2 separate regions of the Sus scrofa genome follow, and region 1 is linked to region 2. Evidence: chromatin contacts called from public HiChIP or PLAC-seq data. All regions are on one chromosome and are shown on one strand. The core of a region is the stretch at or near the end of the contact, and the rest is flanking DNA. Distances in the headings are between cores, read along the strand shown.

Evidence for each region. HiChIP or PLAC-seq counts read pairs in DNA pulled down with a chosen protein or histone mark.
Region 1: a contact with region 2 is called in an H3K27ac HiChIP or PLAC-seq map of alveolar macrophages. The contact joins two enhancer-like sites. A contact is called at or near these places in 2 of 2 datasets of contacts at active chromatin or transcription factors (alveolar macrophages and skeletal muscle).

The regions. Positions count from the first base shown.
Region 1 is chr5:82,106,842-82,111,670 of Sscrofa11.1, reverse strand. NUP37 (nucleoporin Nup37) reads right to left here. Exons shown (of 10, transcript XM_021092659.1): 4 at 1,312-1,384. Among named protein-coding and RNA genes, the nearest start is that of PARPBP, 17 kb to the right of the region's middle. Within about 2 kb of position 2,145, at least 16 of the 83 cell types and tissues checked have an H3K27ac peak or open chromatin away from gene starts, as enhancers often do. A contact at or near this core is called in alveolar macrophages, where this site is marked.
Region 2 is chr5:81,740,677-81,745,600 of Sscrofa11.1, reverse strand. No RefSeq gene overlaps it. Among named protein-coding and RNA genes, the nearest start is that of IGF1, 38 kb to the left of the region's middle. Within about 2 kb of position 1,615, at least 5 of the 83 cell types and tissues checked have an H3K27ac peak or open chromatin away from gene starts, as enhancers often do. A contact at or near this core is called in alveolar macrophages, where this site is marked.

The DNA.
Region 1 (4,829 bases), core at 896-3,395, 370 kb before region 2:
CCACTGAGCGAGGCCAGGGATTGAACCTGCAACCTCATGGTTCCTAGTTGGATTCGTTTCTGCTGTGCCACTACTGGAATTCCTCTGACACAGTTTTAAATTAATATATATAGTACACTGTATTATGGTAAAACTATATATAGCTTAGAGAGTAACTTTCCCTATTTTCTAAATGATTGGAAAGGTTTATAGTTTATCTCTGTTTTATAACATTATTCATATTTTTGATTTATTAGAAAGTCAAGAAGGCAATGCTGTTCTTATAAAAAACATGATTCAATTTCAACCCAAATGAGAGCTATTTATTTAATTTTCTCCACTTTATTGAGATACACAACACCATGTAAGTTTAGGGTGTACAACATGATAATTTGATATACATAATATATATTGTGAAAGGACTACCATGATAGGGTTATTTAATACTTCTATCACTTAGAATAATTATTATTTTTATTTTGTGGTGAGAACACTTAAGATCTACCCTCTCAGCAACTGTTAAGTATACAATACAGCATTGTTAACTACACTCATCATGATGTCTGTTAGAGCCACAGAACTTACTCATAGCTGGAAGTTCGTACCCTTTGATCATCATCTCCTCTTTTCCCACCCACCCCCAGGCCCTGATGGTCACCATTCTACTCTCCATTTCTATGAGTTCAGCTTTTAAAAATTCCACACATAAGTGAGATCATACAGTATTTGTCTTCCTCTGACATGTTTTACAGGGCTATTTATTACACTAATAGAAAGCATATATACAGGGCTTACAATGTACAAAGCACTGTTCTAAGTGTTTTATATGAATCAGCTCAGTTAATGCTCATAATCCTATGAGGCAGATGCTATGATCATTCTCATTTTGCAAATAAGGAAATGAAAACAAAAAGATTTGGGAACCCGACCAAAGTCGTACTATTACTACAGTGGTAGAGTTGGGCTTCAAACCCAGATGGTCTGGTCCCCGTGTCTGTGCTTTTAATCATTTTCTAATCCTGCCTTGCACTATGCTGTACTGAATTTGTCCCCTTGAAATTCAACTCGTACTCTATGTGTGTTCATGTTTATTATACTGAATCTAATTCTTGCTCATTTGCTGTGCCTACCTAATTTTTAATTTAATACGTAACATTAGATTTGTAATCTGCAGTTATTATCATCAACTTAGTTGCTTACTATAGCCCCCAAAAGTAGAGTAAATGAGGTCCCAAACCACCTTTTTAAAAGACAACCACAAAGACATTTTAAATTAGAATAAATCCAATTTAAAAATCAAAAGAAATTTAAAAATTATACTTGACAACATACCTTGTATTCATTTTTATCTTGAAGATCTGAAGTAAATAATCTAATCTTCATATCGGCAGCAGAAGTACAGAATCTAGATGAAAACAAAAACAAAAACATTCTTAGCCTGTGTAGGTGAAAGTCCCCCCATCACCAAAGCCGTTTTCATAATTTATAATCACGCTTTTTTTAAGGCAGAAGAGGGATGTTATAGGTCTGTTGTAAAAAATGTTATGCAGCTGTTACTGAAAGTAGGAGGCACTTGAATTTTTTGGAAAACATACAGAAATTAGATGTGGAGGAAACTTGGATAGGGAGGGCTGTTTAAAAATTATATTAACCCCTCCTGCAGTTGTTCAGGGGTCAACTATAGATCTTCTCTCCCCAACTGGGACTATACTTGTATAAAGTTTTCATAACCAGAGCTCAAATTTTCCAATCTTTGCCTTTCCTTGAGTTCAGAGGGAAAGACACATAACCGAGGTGTCTGTGTGTCAATGCGAGCCACCGGAGAGGAAAAGGTCTTAGGAAATCCCCACATTTTCTAGAAATAACAGCGTGACTTAGAAGCAGCTTTGTAGTTTTTAATTTTAGTAGCTTTCCTATACAGTTTAAAAACAAGAAACAAATTTTGGTCTAGTACAGTTTATTTTTTTTTTATTCAGGACATATTTTTCTTTCTTTTTTGTATTTTTGAAATTTTTTTGTGATTATTATGTTAACTTGTAAAAAAGACCGAGGCCAAAAACACATAAAGTTTGCCATCATAACCCTTTTTAAGTGTACACTGCATTAGTGTTTATGCACATTGTTACATAATAGATCTCTAGAACATTTCATTTTGTAAAACTGAAACTCAGGATCCCGTGAACAATAGTTCCTCCTTCCCCCAGGCCCTAGTAACCACTACTTTATTTTCTGTTTCCAAAAGTTTGACTACTTTTGATACTTTTATAAGTGGAATCATGCAGGAACTGTCTGTTTGTGACTGGCTTATTTTGCTTAGCATTACATTAGCAAGGTCATCCACGTTGTAGCAGATGACAGGAATTACTTCTTTTTGAGGGCTGATTACATTGCATATATGCGCCACATTTTCTGTATCCATTCATCTGTTGACGGGTATTTACGGTTACTTCTACTTCTTGGCTATTGAGAATAATGTGCAAATAGCTCTGAGACTCTGCCTTCATTTCTTTTGAGTATATACCCAGAAGTGGAGTTACTGGGTCACATGTAATTTTATTTTTAATTTTTTGAGGAACTGCCACACTGTCTCTACAGCATCAGCATCATTTTACATTTTCACTAAGAGGGGACAAAGTTTTTTTTTTTTTTTTTTTTTGTTTTTCGTCTTTTTGCCTTTTCTAGGGCTGCTCCCACAGCATATGGAAGTTCCCAGGCTAGGGGTCTAATCGGAGCTATAGCTGCCAGCCTATGCCAGAGCCACAGCAACACGGGATCCGAGCTGTGTCTTCAACCTACACCACAGCTCACGACAATGCCGGATCCTTAATCCGGCAAGGCCAGGGATCAAACTGGCAAACCGGTTCCTAGTCGGATTTGTTAACCACTGAGCCACAATGGGAACTCCCGTATTTTTCAAGATGGGAGAGGTGGTGATTCATAGACTTTCTGAGATAAAGCATTGTTCATTCCTCGTCATTCTCTGCTTCTTTTCCTCAGCTGAGGGTTAGCTGGATGCCAGAATCATGAATTTTACCCTTTGGATGGTGGATATTTTTTGTATTTCTGTAAATATTTTTGAGCTTTGTTCTGGGATGCAGTTAAGTTACTTGGAAACAGTTGGATTCTTTCAGGTTAGATTTTAATCTTTGTTAGGCAGGATCAGAGCAGACTGGAGGACTAAACTGATGACTCTTTTCTGAATGCTCTACTGGATAGTAGTGAATTATAAGGCTTACTATTCTGACTGGTTTAAAAAAAAAAACATTCCAGGTCTTGAGAAGGCTCCAAGAAGTGTTACTTCTAATGCTTTAGGTGGCTCTTTTCCTGGCTTCTAGCAGTTTCTTTCCAGGCTGATCAGTACTTGGCTGAAGGCTCAAGGAGATCCTCCTGTGACTCAGATCTTGAACCAACCAAGGGTGACTTCCTGTACTACCTGATATCCATGTTAAAAAACCATTACTTCTACGTTTTGTGTGTTTAATCTTTTTCAGCAGGAGGGTAAACCTAGTCCCTGTTAAGCAATGTTAGCTGGACTTGGCCAGGGGATCCAAGCCAGCCAGTTGGGTTCTCACTCCTAGAACTAGGATTCTGCCATGTGGACAGGAAGCCACAAGAAGTTAGTGTACAGGAAAGAGTGAAATGAAGCAAAGAGGAGCAAAGAAGGGTGGAAAGAGGGTTTCAGAGAGTAGGTTCTTGTCTCATTGCAGAAAGAATTCAAAGATATCACATGGAGGTCAAACAAGCAAAGTGAGAATTTACATGCTCAAGGGAAGAGTGAGCAGACTGAGATGAGTAGCTGCCCTAAGCTTCTTGGATAAGCTGGCTATGTCGGGTGTGAAAATGAATGGGCAGAATATTCATTGAAGAGAGAGGGGTTTGAGGTCATTTTTCTTGGTTTTTATCCCAGATTCACCTTCTCCCATGCTTTTACCTAGGAGTTCTATAGTTTCAGGTCTTATGTTTAGGCCTTTAAATCATTTTGAGTTAGTTTTTGTAGATGGTATAAAGGTCTGACTTCATTCTTTTGAATGTGGGCATCCATATTCAAAATTTCCCAACACCATTTATCCTTTCCCATTGTCTAGCCTTTACACCTCTGTCAAAGGTCATTTGACCATACATGTGAGGATTTGTTTCTGGGTTCTTTACTCTGTTCCACTAGTCTGTATGTTTGTCTTCAGGCCAGTATCATACTTTTTTGATTACTGAAGCTGTATTTTTTTTTTTTTTTTTTTTTTGGTCTTTTTCTAGGGCCCCACCTGCGGCACATGGAGGTTCCCAGGCTAGGGGTGTAATTAGAGCTGTAGCTGCTGGCCTATGCCAGAGCCACAGCAATGTCAGATCCGAGCAGCATCTGCGACCTACACCACAGCTCACGGCAATGCCAGATCCTTGACCCACTGAGCGAGGCCACGGATCGAACCTGCAACCTCATGGGTCCTAGGTGGATTCGTTAACCACTGAGCCACAATGGGAACTCCTGAAGCTTTATGTTTTTAAGTCAGTAAAGATGAGGGCTTTAGTTTTGTTTTTCTTTCTCAAAATTGCCCCCCCCCCATGATTTTGATAGAGACTGTACCGAATCTGTGGATTGCTTTGGGTAATTTAGACATTTTAATAAAATTAAGTCTTCCAATCCATGTACATGGGCTGTCTTTCCATTAATTTGTGTCTTCTTTCATTTTTTCCAGCAATGTTCTATAGTTCTCACTATAAAAAGCCTTTTGCTTTTCCTTTCTTGGTTATCTAGTGAATTCTAAGAGTTTATATAAAAGGCTACACTCTACATTAGTGCATAGTTTATTTTGTATTTCTGTGTATATACACAGTGCATAAGAATGTCATATCAT
Region 2 (4,924 bases), core at 366-2,865:
TTGAATTGCCTAAACTTCCACCAGGAATTCTTAACCTGGTGTCTATGAACCTTGCCCCAGACTTTTATCTCACTTAATATGAGTGATTAACCAATATGTGTCTGCTCCAACTTGAACAAACCTATTTAAACCAGGGGTCATAGCTTCTCTGAGGAAACTTGAGAACAAATCAAGTGTTTATGAAAAAAGGAGGAGTGAAGGGAACTTGCCCATAGTAAGTGTATTTGCCATGTGGATCAACTTATTTCATCCTGAATGTACAGTGTGGGGTTTTTTAAGACCCATTTATCAATGAGGAAGCTGAAAACTCAGAGAGGGTCTGAAATTCCCCCCATGGTTATCAGGCTAATTAAGAACACACCTAGGAGCTGAACCATGGTTTTTTGGACTCTAAACCAGTGCTATTTCTGTCATAACCCAAAGGCCTTCCTCAAAAGGAAGAGCAAGGCTGGGACTAAACTTAAAGTGTAAAGAGAATGTTAGGTTAAAGGCATAATGCCTAGTATACAGTAGGGCCTGAATGCACTTGTGCTGAGGGAGTGAGTGATTAACCAATATTCCCTCCTTATCCTTTGGTTTCAAGTATCCTAAGCAGTAGCACACAGGTTGGGAAGGCTTTCCCTTCCATAGAATTTGGACCTGGACTTCACCCTTTAATTATGATCCATATTTTCTTCACTCCAGATTAGTCCAAGACAGCTGACAATAGTTTTGTGTGCCATGTCTGAGTGGGAGAAGCAGGCCAAGAGATGTTGTGGCTGAGTGATATAAACCTTCTATTTTTGGTAGGTAGCAAACTGGCGATTTCGTGTGGTTCAACTTAATAGTTCGAATCTAAAATGCTGACAGTTCTTTTTGTATGTGCGTGTAACTGAGGAACTACTCTTTTTTCTGAACTTTTAAAAACGTTTTACTGAAGCATAGTTGATTTACAATGTTGTGATCATTTCTTCCTTCCAAAAAAAAGTGATTTATTGATACATATATACACCTCCTTTCTTTTTCCGATTCTTCTCCCACATAGATTATCACAAAATACTGGGTATAGTTCCCTGTGCTACACAGCGGGTCCCTGTTGCCAGTCATTCCATGTACCACAGTGTGCATGTGCTGATCCCAAACTGCTCGTTTATTCCCCCACCCCTACCTGTCCCCTTTGGTAACCATAAGTTTGTTTTCAAAGTCTCTAAGTTTGTTTCCGTTCTGCAAATAAATTCACTACATGATCTAGCAAGCCCAATCCTGGGAAAAGAAAGAAAACTGTATTCAAAGAAAACTATAATACAAAAAGATACATGCATCCAATGTTCATAGCAGTGCTATTTACAGTTGCCAAGAAGTGGAAGCAACCTAAATGTCCATTGACAGAGGAATGGATAATAAGACATGGTAATACATACAATGGAATATTACTCAGCATAAAAAAGAATTAAATAATGCCATTTGAAACAACAGGGATGGACCTAGAGATTATCATACTAAATGAAGTTAGTGAGAGACAAACATCATATGATATCACTCATATGTGAAATCTAAAAAAAGGATATAGCTGACATTTCTTTTCATTTGAAGTGCTTATGAGAGCAACAGACCACTTCCTCTTCCTTTTCAAGATCTTGGGGAACCCTTCCCGGTTCTGAGGAGGAGGGGCAGGCCACATTTGCTTGCTCTGTGTGACAGCCTTTAACATTGGCCCATCTTCTGGCAGTTGGCTGCTTTGGACAAAGGTTGTGGGGAGGGGGATAGGAAAGACTTTGATGGGAGACATGGGGACACATCCAGAAGAGGCCCACCAGGTCAGCAGCAGCAGCATGGCTCCAGCACAGGGCCTGGCCTAAGGACCACAGCTCTAACTTGTAGGGTGGGAGGGGAGTGACGAGGGATGAGGCAGACAGAGAAGCAGGGAAAACAAGGCAGAGTCTGTGTATGACCTCAGAAATGATATGAATGTTTAGGTCCAAGAATAAACAACAATCTTGGGAGTTAGATCTTGGGTCCAAGGTGGGAGAAGGCCTAACATTAAGGGAATTTGATGTGAGATCTAAGCAAATCAGGGCTACTTCAACCTTTCCCAGAGACTGTGGCCAAGTTGAGCTATAGTGTGTCAAAAGGCTTAGCTATGTGCGGGGGTGTAAGGACCAGGTTGAGGGGAGCAGGCAGGCTGATCAAGGATTCAGGCACTCTGTATTCACAGGCTTTTAATGGTTTGCCTTGATTCATTTGCCCAATAAATAGTTATCAAGCTCATTTTCTGTTCCAAGCACTGTGCTGGTTGTTGAGACTAGAGTAGTGAATATGATAAATGCATTGTCTTCATGGAGATTCTATTCTAGTGGAGAATGGGGATAATAAAGAGGGAAAAGTAAACAGCTAAGATCAGTATAGCCAGTGACAGTGTTATGATGCAAATACCCAGGGTTATGGAATAGACAGGAAGGAGAGGAGGTCCATCCTAAGTAGGATCAGAGAGCCAAAGGGGGAAGATAACTGTCCTCAGGAAGAGCTGCAAAGGAGCAGGCCAGGCAGAGGAAGAAGCAGGTGCAAGGGCCTTGAGTGGGTCTGGGCTGCATGTTCTGGGCTCAGCAGAATGAATGGAGGCCAGTGTGGGCTAAGGAAGGCTAAGAGATGAGGCTGGAGAGAGATGATGGCCATGAGGCAAGATGGGCAGGAACTCGAGGGGCCCAGCCAGGAGTCTGGGCTGTGTTCTAAGCACCATGAAAGAACATTGGAGGCTTTTCAGTGGTGGGATGGCATGACCAGAATGGCACTTGAAAAATTTCACCCTGGCTGCTCTCTGGAAATTGGAGAAGGGCAACAGAGCATCCAGGTGAGATACTTCAAAACTTTTGGGGGAAATTAAAGCCAGTCCTCGACTCCTTGTGAGATCTGTCAGAAAAAGCACTTGGCAAAAGATCACACCAATCTTTACGAATATCTAAGATTCATATTGGGATGGAATCATGGACAGAACCTGATAAGAACTATCTGGGAATTCTTTTGTGAAGAGGTATATTTGTAAAGAAGATGGAGAAACATATGTTTGGAAAGGTGCCCCAAAAGTTCATGCATATTTTGATTAGATTAATTAAGCAAACATTTCATTCATTCATTCTTCCTTTATCAGCTGCCTATTCTGTGCCAGGAACTATGCTCTGTCCAGGAGTTCTGTGAAGAATAAATAGAGATCCCTACCCTCCCGAGGCTTGTGGTCTGCTCCAGGCAGCTTTCATAGTTACCAAGTTCTTTAAGAACTGAGCCACATGGAAACCTGGGGAGCAGTGATGAAATTTTACATAGAAAGAGCAGTGGATTCTTCCAGGGGGGGAGGAGGGCTTGATAAATATTTGTTGACAAACAAATGATATTGAGCAAATCATTAAACATCCTTGGTCCTGTTTCTTCCCTTGAACAGATGAGAAAATCTAGGCAGGGATCATAAACTCAGAGTGGCTTCCCTCAGTGTTGAAATCCTGTCACGCAGAAGTTGAATGGAAGGATTGGGGTGACATCAGCTGAGCGATCTTAACATCACTAAAATAGAGCACTCAGACATTTCAGGCCTCCTGGATGGTGCAAGGTGGTGTCTGATACACTCCCCATAAAGCCATCCTGCCAAAAAAGAAAAAAGAAAAACGGAGAATAGACTGGTTAAGCTTCCCGATCTACCCACCAGTTTTCAAGAAATAATAGGATGGAGGAGCATGTTAAATGCTTCCCAGCACACAAGAATACCACCAGCCAACTTGAATGTAGGCAGTTCTATAGGACAAATAAACTGGTTTCTTTTCTAACAAAAGAAAGACACAAAAATGTGCTAGGCTTTGGGTAAGAGGGCACTGTTAGATTAAAGGAAATTTACCATATTAATATCATATTATAAAAGGATGGAAATGTTATTGGATTTTGCTACAGAAAAAAAGTTCTCAGAATGGATAAAGATGTGGTACATATATGCAATGGAATATTTCTCAGCCATAATAGTGAATGAAATAATGCCATTTGCAGCAACATGTATGGGCCTAGAGTTTATCACAGTTCCTAGTCAGAACTAGTCTAGCTTTCCTTTTCCTTTTATATACATTAAATACTTAACAAAGATTTTAAAATTATATCTATCATTGTTTTGGGATGTTGAGTTTAATTTTCTGAAGTGTTCTCAGCATTGTACACTTTTTAGAGAACTCAATAAAAATCAAAAATCCCCTGCATCCTGCTGGTGTCCTGCCCTGTCGTGGTATGAAATTGAGCATGAAACAGGCCCAAGCTTGAGGAGGGGGTGGTAGAGGCTGCTTTACAGTGAGCAGTCCCCAGTGTTATGCATATACTCAAGGAGAATAAACACAATTTGATAGATCAGTGTTGCCTACGGCTGCCTCCACTTTAGAATCATTAAAGAGACTTTAAAAACACTAATGCTGGAGTTCCTATTGTGGTGCAGCGGAAATGAATCCGACTAGGAACCATGACGTTGAAGGTTTGATTACTGGCCTTGCTCAGTGGGTTAAGTATCCACATTGCCGTGAGCTGTGGTGTAGGTCACAGATGCGGCTCAGATGGATCTGGTGTTGCTGTGGCTGTGGTGTAGGCCAGCAGCTGTGCTCCAGTTTGACCTCTAGACTGGGAACCCGCATATGTCTCGGGTGTGGCCCTAAAACAAACAAACAAACAAAAAATACTAATGCTGAGCCTCCATCCCAAACCAGTTGAGCTAGACTCTCCAGTGGTGGGCCTCAGGGAATAGTTTTTTTAAAAAATGCTCCCTCTGTGATTCTAATGTGCAGTCAAGGTGAAGAACCACTGGTCTGTGGACCATTAGGTACTGAGTTGGTGCTCTCAAAATGCTGACATAAGATGAATCTGTAACTAGTTACCTGGCCTGCTGGGTTTCAGTCATTTGATAAAGCCTTTTGTGGAAATGAATTTA